Regions from separate parts of the Triticum aestivum genome. Here region 1 is linked to region 2. The links are chromatin contacts, called in public Hi-C maps. All regions are on one chromosome and are shown on one strand. Each heading gives the region's core, a stretch centred on a gene start, on an enhancer-like site or on the middle of the called end of the contact. The rest is flanking DNA. Distances are from core to core; before and after follow the strand shown. Region 1 holds the start of LOC123187750 (probable carboxylesterase 18). Region 2 holds the start of LOC123187746 (nodulation protein H).

The links. Hi-C and Micro-C count contacts between places; a contact is called where the count stands out from the background.
Region 1: a Hi-C map of leaf shows a contact between it and region 2, with 2.6 times the contacts expected there. The contact joins the promoter of LOC123187750 here to the promoter of LOC123187746 in region 2. A contact is called at or near these places in 2 of 5 Hi-C or Micro-C datasets (both in leaf).

The regions. Positions count from the first base shown.
Region 1 is chr2A:93,030,556-93,036,024 of IWGSC CS RefSeq v2.1, reverse strand. LOC123187750 (probable carboxylesterase 18) reads left to right here and starts at 4,046. Exons shown (of 1, transcript XM_044599675.1): 1 at 4,046-5,469. The coding sequence starts at 4,212. The coding sequence ends at 5,372. LOC123191563 (probable carboxylesterase 18) reads left to right here and starts at 2,044. Exons shown (of 1, transcript XM_044604247.1): 1 at 2,044-2,646. The coding sequence starts at 2,092. The coding sequence ends at 2,646.
Region 2 is chr2A:92,634,253-92,639,504 of IWGSC CS RefSeq v2.1, reverse strand. LOC123187746 (nodulation protein H) reads left to right here and starts at 2,631. Exons shown (of 7, transcript XM_044599670.1): 1 at 2,631-3,263; 2 at 3,361-3,516; 3 at 3,722-3,963; 4 at 4,053-4,311; 5 at 4,780-4,959. The coding sequence starts at 3,514.

The DNA of each region.
Region 1 (5,469 bases), core at 2,797-5,296, 400 kb before region 2:
CTCACCACGCATAGGTGCTTGCATAACTTCCCCAAGGTCCTTTTAGGCGTTTCCTTTACCTCCCAGACTGAGCCGATCAACCAAATGCTTTTTTTAGGGATTCAACCAAATGCTACTTGGCTCTGGCTTTAGTTCATTTCGCAAACCAGTGTACACTAGTCGTACATAATGAGCCAGCCCATGTAGAGGGTCGCTCCTTTGTTTTTCTTTTCTGGTTTTCTGTTAGTTTTTTCTTTTTCCTTTTTCTTTTTCTTTTCTTGCTGCGCAATTTTTTTCCAAATGTATGAAAATTTTCAAATACGTGAACTTTGTTTGAATTTACATTTTCCCCTGAATGCATAGACTATTTTCAAATTCACAAATGATTTCAAATTCTTGAACTTTTCTCAAAGCCATGAGATTTTTCAAATTTATGAACTTTTTTCAAACCCACAAACTTTTAATGAATTCGTGAACGTTCAGTAAATTTGTGAGCATTTTTTTAGTTGGCAAACATTTTTCACACTCATGAACATTTTACAAAACTCTTGAACATTTTTCAAATCCATGAACCTTTTCTGATCCGTGAACTTTTTCAAATGCATGAATATATTCAAATCCACACATGTTTGTCATATTTATGAATGTTTTTAAATTCCTACCTTTTCACAATCATAGAACTCCTTTGCAGAACTGCTATTTTTGAAATTATGATTTTTTTTCTTATTGTGTATTTTTTTGCAAATCTATTTTTTTCAAATCCAAGTCTTGAATAAAATGTTTTTAATAATTATTCAGATCCTTTTTTTTACAAAAGTGCATCACTGACCGGTCAAACGATTGACAGTTCAGCCATCGACGGAGCGAACCAACCCCAATCCGTATCTGGCGTCCTTTGTGGCACTTATAGGCTTAACTGCAAATGGCGGACACCCCTCCGAATGCAATGGGTCGGCAAATGTAACATTGTTTGTCTTTCTTTTCACGAACGGCTTTTTACATCAACTGGTTTTGGGGAAGTTTCTAGAAGCTTCCAACTAGTTTTGTGTAGCTTCTAGAATCTTCCAACCAGTTTTCCTTTTTCTTTTTTTGGACCGGTTTTGTTTGCTTTTTTTCTCTTTTCTATATTACTTTTTTCTATTTTTAATGAAATTTTCTAAAATTCATAAACATATCTTGAATTAGTGAACCTTTTTCAAAACCCGTGATTTATTTTCAAAACCTGAACTTTTTTAGAATCCGTGAACTTTTTCAGACACATGAATGTTTTCAAAATTATAAACTTTTTTAAAATATTGAACTTTGTAAAAATCCATGAACATTTTTTAAACTCATGTTTTCTTAAAAAAATACAAACTTTGTTTTGAAGATTGTAACCTTTCTTTCAAACTCACAAAGTTTTTTTGAAAGCCAACATTTATTTCTTGAATATTTTTGAATCCATCAACTATTTTCAAACCCATGAACATTTTTTAAATTTGCAAAAAAATCAAAATTCGTGAACTTTTGCAAATTCGCCAACAAATATTCAAAGTCGTTAAAAAAATCGGTGAACTTTCCCAATTTTGGGTTTTCTCAGATTGTTTATTCGAGAAGAATCAATGGATGTATAAAGTTCAAGAAGCGAATACGTGAATTACTTTTTCTGATTTTTTTCAGACTTTTCCAGTCAGTGAACGTTTTTTTAAACACTGGAAAGCCACAAGATAGATTTGTGCAACGTGCATTGCATGTCCGGTTCAGGACTAGTGGTCGTTAATCATCGTCCCTGGTTCTCCACGCGGTCGACTTCGACCGGCGGCGTGTCAGCGGCGACGCCGGCTGTACGCGCCCGTTTCGATCATTCATATTGGGGAGCCGAAATGAGGCGGGTGGAGAGCGACACGTCACTGCAGACGCTCTGCTTCACACGATGATCATCCTCAAACCATCGTCGGCGACATACATTGTCCGCGATCCGGATTGCAGTCACCCTCATGGATGTATACTTGTCGGAGTAGGTAGGTGCCAAAATCTTCTTTCATTGCTTCAGCATTTGCGTTATTCTCTCCTGCGCACAACGGAGAAAGAGCAGCTAGATGGAGGCGGCCAAGTAGAAGAGCCAAGAAACTGATGGCGGGAGCCGAGAGCGCGCGGCCGGCGCCTCCGGTGCTGCCGTGGACGGTGCGGCTCCAGGTGCTCGCGCTCGGGGCCTTCTGCGACCTCTCGCAGCGCCGCGACGGCACCGTGAACCGCTTCCTCTTCTCCCTCGCCGACCGCCTGACCCCGGCGAGGCCGCGCCCGAACGCGCTCGGCGTCCGCTCTGCCGACGTCGTCGTCGACGCCCACAGAAACCTCTGGGCGCGCGTCTTCTCCACGTCCGCGGGTAAACCCGAGGCGGCGCCGCTCCCGGTCGTCGTGTACTGTCACGGTGGCGGCTTCGCGCTGCTCTCCGCTGCGTCCGCGCCCCTGGACGCGATGTGCCGCCGCTTCTGCCGCGAGCTGGGCGCCGTGGGCGTCTCCGTCAACTACCGCCTGGCGCCCGAGCACCGCTACTCCGCTGCCTACGATGACTGCGCGGACGTGCTCAGCTACCTTGGCACCGCTGGCCTCCCTGCCGACATCGGAACATTTTCTCCTTTTCTCCTTTTCTCCTTTTATTCTCTTTTCTCCTTTTATTCTCTTTAGTTCGCGGAACATTTTATTTTCTTGTTCTTTTTCGTAAATGATCAATTTTTTTAAAAAAATTGATGAACTTTTAAAATTCAATGAACTTGATTTCAAAAACGATGAACTTTTTTCAAATTTGATTTGATCGATGAACTTTTTTCCAAATTCGGTGAAATTTTTCCAAAAATGTTCATCAATTTTTTAAAAAGTTCATCAATTTTAAAAATGGTCACCGGATTTGAAAAAATAGTTCATTCATTTGAAAAAAAAAAGTTCATCGATTTCATAAAAAAATTCATCAACTTTTGAAAAACAGTTCCTTGAACTCGAAAAAAAGTTCATGAATTCAAAAAAACAAAAAAAGTGCATGAACTCAAGAAAAATTCACGAAATGGAAAAAAAAGAAAAAGAACAAAATCGTTCCGAATAAAAAAGAAGAAAAATAAATTAGAAAAAGAAAAAAAGCGAAAAGACATAAGAAGGAAAAGAGTGAAGAAATGTAACTAAGCACATAAGGTGAAAATCAGTCGACTAATGATTAGACAACCCCTCATGAAAGGAAAATTATTTCCTTCAACTAAACAATCCCAGTTGAGCATCTGCCCCCTTCGTGTCCGTCGGATGGACTATTCATCGGACAGTCAGGAGCTAACCCCTCTAACTAGTCCCTTATCGATCAGGGGCTAGATCCTGCAGCAACTAGGCCTAGGGAGGGCGGCGGTGCGCGCCTACAGAGGCAGACCCCCGCGGTGATGACGACAACCAAATCTCCGCCAGTGATGGACGACCTCGACTCATTCAGGTACGGATGGTAGTGGTAGGACAAGGGTGGTGGTACGCGGCGGTGAGGGTGGTTGTTGGCGGTGGTGGTTGTGCTCCCCCGACGTGCTTCTGCAATGGCGGTAGCAGCAGCGTGCTTCTGTGATAGTGGGAATGGGCGTGATGTTGCTCTGTTGAGGTCGGCGGCGACGCGCTTGATGTAGGCAAAAGACGGCGGCATTTTTGCACATTATTTTCAGTTTCAAAAATTTCTGCAACATTACCTATGCTGCAAAAGTTCTTTCACAACATCACCATTGTTGAAAAACAAATGAAGACCGGAAACAAAATTCTAAAACACGACCTATGTAAAAAAATCCAACAACAAACCTATGTTGCAAAGAGAGAAAAAAAATGCAACACAATATCTGCTGCGAATATTTCTGCAAGAAGACTGCAAAGTAGACGAAGACGTTCAACAGCTCGATTGCGTCAGATCCAGTGGCCGCTCAACAGTCTGCAGCCACAAGATAGATTAGTGCAACGTGCGACGCATGTCCGGTTCAGCACTAGTGGTCGTTAATCATCGTCCCTGGTTCTCCACCGGTGGCGTGTCAGCGGCGACGCCGGCTGGACGCGCCCGTTTCGATCATTCATATTGGGGAGCCGAAACGAGGCGGGTGGAGTGAAGTACATATGCAGTAGCCCGCAGCTACACGTCACTGCAGACGCTCTGCTTCACACGATGATCATCTTCAAACCATCGTCGGCGACATACATTGTCCGCGTCGCGATCGGATCGGACACGGATTGCCGTCACCCTCATGGATGTATACTTCCTCCGTCCGGAAATACGAGTAGGTGCCAAAATCTTCTTCCATTGCTTCAGCATTTGCGTCGTTCTCCCGTGTGCACAACGGAGAAAGGGCAGCGAAACGAAGAAATTGATGGCGGGAGCCGAGAGCGCGCGGCCGGCGCCTCCGGTGCTGCCGTGGACGGTGCGGCTCCAGGTGCTCGCGCTCGGGGCCTTCTGCGACCTCTCGCAGCGCCGCGACGGCACAGTGAACCGCTCCCTCTTCTCGCTCGCCGACCGGCAGACCTCGGCGAGGCCGCGCCCGGACGCGCTCGGCGTCCGCTCCGTCGACGTCGTCGTCGACCCCGCAAGGAGCCTCTGGGCGCGCGTCTTCTCCCCGTCCGCGGATAACGCTGAGGCCACTCCGCTCCCTGTCCTCGTGTACTTCCACGGCGGCGGCTTCGCGCTGCTCTCCGCGGCGTCCGCGCCCCTGGACGCCATGTGCCGCCGCTTCTGCCGCGAGCTGGGCGCCGTGGTCGTCTCCGTCAACTACCGCCGCGCGCCCGAGCACCGTTACCCCGCCGCCTACGATGACTGCGCGGACGTGCTCAGCTACCTTGCCACCACCGGCCTACCTGCCGACATCGGCGTCCCGGTCGACCTCTCCCGGTGCTTCCTCTTCGGGGACAGCGCCGGCGGCAACATCGCCCACCACGTGGCCCACCGGTGGACCTCGTCCGCCGCTGCTTCCTCCAATAACCCCGTCCGCCTCGCCGGCATCATCCTGCTGCAGCCGTACTTCGGCGGCGAGGAGCGCACCGAAGCAGAGCTGAGGCTGGAGGGCGTGGGGCCGGTGGTGAACATGCGCCGCTCGGATTGGTCCTGGAAGGCGTTCCTGCCGGAGGGGGCCGACCGGAACCACCCGGCAGCGCACGTGACTGGCGAGGCGGGCCCGGAGCCCGAGCTGCCGGAGGCGTTCCCGCCGGCGATGGTGGTGATCGGCGGGTTCGACCCGCTGCAAGACTGGCAGCGGCGGTACCCCGCCATGCTGCGGCGGAAGGGGAAGGCGGTGCGGGTGCTGGAGTTTCCGGACGCCATCCATGGCTTCTACATGTTCCCGAAGCTCCCCGACGCCGGGAAGCTCGTCAAGGACGTTAAGAACTTCATGGAAACCACCACGTGCGACCATTAATCCGCTGTGTAGTCGACTCAGCTCGTATGCAGCCTCGCCGGCGAGAGCTCCATCGCGTCGGATGCGAGGGAAATCTCACTTTCGGTATTGCTTGCAC
Region 2 (5,252 bases), core at 1,382-3,881:
TAGAACCACTAGAGTATTTGCGCCTCGTTGCAGCACGGGCAAATAGCTGGTCAGGAGCTAAGTGCCAACACGCCTTAGATTTTAAGTTTGTTTTAAACCTTGAGAATATAGAGAACGGCGCAAATAAATCTTGACGTTCAAATCCTTGAAATCCATATCCTGACCTTATTTATCCCTGTTGTTTTTTACCTTCAGGTCGTATCCAAACACAGGATTCCTACGCGGCTCTGAAAATGACGGGATTAGGGTGAGTTAACCACGTGCATGTATGCTCAAAAAAAAAACTACGTGCATGTGGGCCCATGGTTGCCTGGCTTACTGTGCGGACTACGACCACTGGTTGCGCTCCCTTGGCGTGGACCCACGGAGCTCCGAGGCCTCCCCCGCCTCGGTGATCCAAGGCCTGCGATGTGCGATGCTCGCCAAAGGATCGCCGTCGACCATGCCGCCAGCACAGAGTCCAAGATCGGCGATCTGGTGCTTGGTGGAGCTCGAGGCTGATGACGCCGCCGACACCGACTGCTCGCGCAGCGCGCGGTTCAACCACTGCCTGCGCATTACGACGGCACCGCTGGCCTGCTCCGCGACGCGCTCGACAACCTGCAGGTCAACGTGTACGGCCGGACTTTTGGGCAGTTCACGGCGGCGCTGGTGGCGTCCAAGAGCAGCGAGGACACCCTCAACCCCGGCCAACGCTGTCCCCGTGGCCGCCCACGCCCGTGAGTACGGCTGCATGGCCCACATCGCCGTTCGATTCATTCATGCCGCCGCCGTGTGATCATGGTCGGAGCTCAGCCCCCTTCTTGCGTGCCTCCATGGACCATCGTGTTGTTGCCTGCATGGATTGGATTTCCTCATCGCCATCGCCCATGATTCATTATTGATTACTAGGAGTATTATATATATAATCAAGTGTAGTTGGAAATGTTCTTCTGTCATTTTCGATTGTCCATATTGTAGGCCATGATTTACTATTCGTCAGATAATAAGGCAATAATAACAAGATGAATTTACTGATTACCTCTGTTTTTTTTTCCTTTTTGCGGATGATTACCTCTGTTCTTCTGCCTGTATCAGAAAGAATTTGTGTACAGTCTATTTTATTTAAGGGGAAAAATATTGACTACTGTTTACGATTTGATTGGTGAAACCAGAATAAGTGTTAGCAAACACAATCAGGCATACAAGTTACTGTTATTTGCATGAAATATGTTATGATTAAGTGGCCAAAAAAATCGTGAGAAAAAACATGGATATGTGGCATGCGTCCGAACGCAGCCACTGAAACTGAGATTCAGATGGCAGATGGCGGGGCAGAGCTAGCAAAGGAGCTCAATGGCAGCTGGAGCAGCAGCCGCGGCGCGTCTTCACGTGGCATTTTTAATTTGCAATCCCATCATTTCCCGATGCCATGTCAGCAAATCCAGTCCTAATCCTGGCGTAGGGGCGATTACAACCAGGATCAGAGAGGTTAGGGTATAGACTTCAGGGATTTGAACGCCGGGGTTTATTTGCGTCACGCTCTACATTATCAAGGTTTAAAATAGACTTCACTTGTGTCTAACATTTGGGAAGTAATACCCACTCATAAAACTACCGACACGTCGGGATTAGTCGTCTGCACCAAAGCGCGTGTGGCGACATTTCGAATCCCAACATGACCTACATTTATTTGCAAAAAAAAAAGACACACGACCTGCATTTAGAAAGGAAAGAAACGAAGAGACAAATCAAGATGTGAATAATACGGCGGTCCGTGTTACTTGTCGAAGCGCCAAATCGTTTTCGTGTAAAAGAATTCAGAGGGCGGGCAAACAGGCAGACACGCCATCAGGATGGCTTGGGCGCGCACAATCTTCTGTTTCTTTTTTGTTTGACAATTGGGCGCACACAATCTCCGGTCCTTTTCAGTTCGCATATAAGATTTGACTGAAGTCAAGCCTCGTAAAGTTTAACCAACTTTATAGAAAAAATACCAACATTCACAATCTGAAATCAATATCAATAGATGTGTCATGACTTAAAGTTTCATATTGTATAACTTTAGCTGGCAGATTATGATATTTTTTCTTATAAATACGGTCAAACTTTGTGAAGTTTGACTTTAGAGAATTCTAATATGCAGAGCAAAAAGGACCGGAGGGAGTAAATCACAACCTGTGCATGGAACAACTGGTGCGCCTGGACTGGTCGCGTAGTACGCCGAGCGGCGCGCGGCGACATTTGGAGAAGGATGATGATGAGGATGTGTCGGTGAAACGCCGAGCATCGCGGGTCAAGCCGACGCTCCACCCGAGAGGACGGACCAGATCCACAACAATAGCCTGATGAAACCGCTTTTTGTTCACAAAAAAAGGTCTCTCGAGGCTGCCGGCACCATCATCCATCCCTTTGGGTTTTTTCTTTCTTTCTATTTTTTGATTGACATCACCCATCCACTTGGTTTAATCGACGATGGTCCACCAAGACCGGGCGCAGCGACGGCCCCCCTCTTCATTAACTCCGCCTGCACTTTGTGCGTCAAGGGCTCAAGGCAGGCGGCAGCCGCGCTCACTCCCAATTTCCTAATTCCTCCGCATTAACTAATTGAGCTAATTTCTTCTTCTTCCCCGTCGGTCGTTCACACCCTTTCGTCGAATAATCAAACTCTAAACCCGTTCCTGCTCCATTCCCTTCTCCTTTCTTCTTCCTTAAAAAAACCCGAGCTCGTTCGTGCTCCATTATCTCCCTCACTCTTACTATAAATTAGAGAGAGAGAGAGAGAGGGAGGGAGGGAAGCTGGGAGCGATTCCTGCTGACGCGCCAGCTGAGGTGTGAGGGGCTGTTCGTGCCGTGTGACTCTTCCGTTCCGTTGGGATCCCTCCTCCCTTTTCGCGTGGTCTCTCCCAGAGCTGCCTGTCTTGTGCGGCGCGGGGAAGCAAAATCTCACCTGGGCTCGTCTTCCTCCTCCGCCTCCTGCTCCTGCTCCTGCTCCAACCAGCCGGCCGGCTTTGGGTTCTTCGCCGCCTCGGAGCTCGAATCCGGCCCGCGGGTTCCTGATTTCGTGCCGAGGCTCTCGGCGGCAGATTCGCGCCGGCATTTCGCGGGAACGCTCTTCGCCCAACTCTCCTTTCCGCCATTTCTCGGCGCCGAATCCTGCCCCGGGGCTTCTCTCCCTTCTCCCTCCCCCTCAGCCTAGGGTTCTCCCGGTTTCCCGGAAGCATCCCTTTCGGCAGAGTCCTGGTGCTTTTCTTTTCTTGAAATTAGCAGAGTCTTAGGTGCTGGTATGTACTATTACGAGTTCTTTTCCTTTTTCTTTTCTTTTGCGGGAGTGTTTTGCTGGGTTTGCTGACTGCAGGAATTTGTAATTTTACCTACCAGGATGCGCGACGATTCATCCAACACACATGGCCAGCTGCTGCTGACATCCATGAGGAGACCTCGGCATGTTACTCTGCTGCTGTGCGCGAGCAGGAGGACCAGAACCCGGCCCACGCACTGAATCTTCTTCTGCTACAGACTTTCAGTCACAAAATGGTACCGTACCACCGCTCTGCTTCTGGATTTGGTATTACTACTATTTATTTGTTCATTATTAGTAACTGTATCTCACCATGGATTTGGTACTATTTATTTGTTCATTACTACTAACAGTATCTCACCATGGATTTGGTGCTACTTATTTGTTCAGTATTAGCAACAGCAGTATCTGACCATGGATGGATTTGGTAATAACTTGCAGCACCCATATCCGCTCAAAGGCTCCAAGGGGGCGTCGTTGCCGCCGCGGCCGACCCTCGTCTTCCTCATCGCGCTCTTTGGCCTCTATGTGTGCTACCTCTCCTTCAATCAGATAAGGATGGAGAGCAAGCATGTGGAGGAGAATGGTGCACAAGAACAAGATGAACATGTTTGCGCAAAGCCTTATGTTCCAAGTGAGGAGCTGCCCTACGTGCACTTCCCAAAGCCAAAGGGTTACAGCAGGTAATTTTCCTTTTATAGGATGGACAAACTCTTTATTGGCATCCCCCTGGCGAGTATGCAGATTTTCTGACACATGTTTCTTTCCATAGGGCGGAATGCTCGTGTAATCCTGTTCGGTTCTTTGTGATCGTGTCGATGCAAAGATCGGGAAGTGGATGGTTCGAGACACTGCTAAACAGCCACCCTAACATCAGCTCGAACGGCGAAATATTCAACAGAGTGGATAGAAGACAAAATATATCGTCCATCGTACAAACACTCGACAAACTGTATGACTTGGACTGGCTCACAAGTGCAGCAAAGAATGAGTGCACGGCTGCATTTGGATTCAAGTGGATGCTAAATCAGGTATTTAAACCTCATCTGTTTTCTCGGTCCATGTTTGGAGGTTCAGCATTTCTTCGGTAGTTTGGCTGCTTTGTTATCCGTGATTTCAGAAATTGTACACTTTGAAGCTGTGCCTTGCCATAGTTATTTATATTGCAATCTAGTCTATTTATTGTGGATAGAAATATGGAGAGCAAACTGGCCTTATGATCTGGTTTGCTTGCCAAAGGTTCAGATAATGTTGAAACTGCAGTTAAGAGTTTTGAAGTGTACCACACCATAACATGCCTGCATTTCTCAGATGTCAGTGCTATGTCAGGTCACGTTAATGATACCAAACTTTTCTAAAAGCCAGGTTGGTCAATCATGATTATTGATGTTGATGTTTGTATTGTTCAGTGTACCGTTAGCATTAACAACATTATGCCTAGTGATAACAAGTGAAAAAAATATTTCTATGTCATTAACTGCTATGGTTGTGTTTTCCAGGGTTTTATGGACCATCATGATGAAATACTTAGTTATTTGAACAAGAAGGGTGTCTCAGTGATATTTCTCTTCAGGAGAAATACATTGCGCAGGCTTATCTCTGTGTTGGCCAACAACTATGACAGAGATGCAAAGCAGCTGAATGGAACCCATAAATCTCACGTTCACTCGGAAGAAGAGGTATCGTCGATGCACAGAGAATTCCAGTAAATTTACTGCAGTGACTTTGCTCTGTTCCCTCACGTTTTTTCGCATAAATGCGAGGCACTTGTTTTCTTACCCTGGTTCTGAAACCATACAGCTAAACTACCTCTTTGCTGACATGGGGCTCTGAAATGCTAAAATCCTAAAACTAACTTTGAACTTCTGGTCAAACTTTAATCTTCTGCTTTTGCATTTAAGAAAGATTGTAACGCCATTGTCGATAATATCTGGAATGAGCAGAATAAAATGTTAAACCGGTGCACACTGAT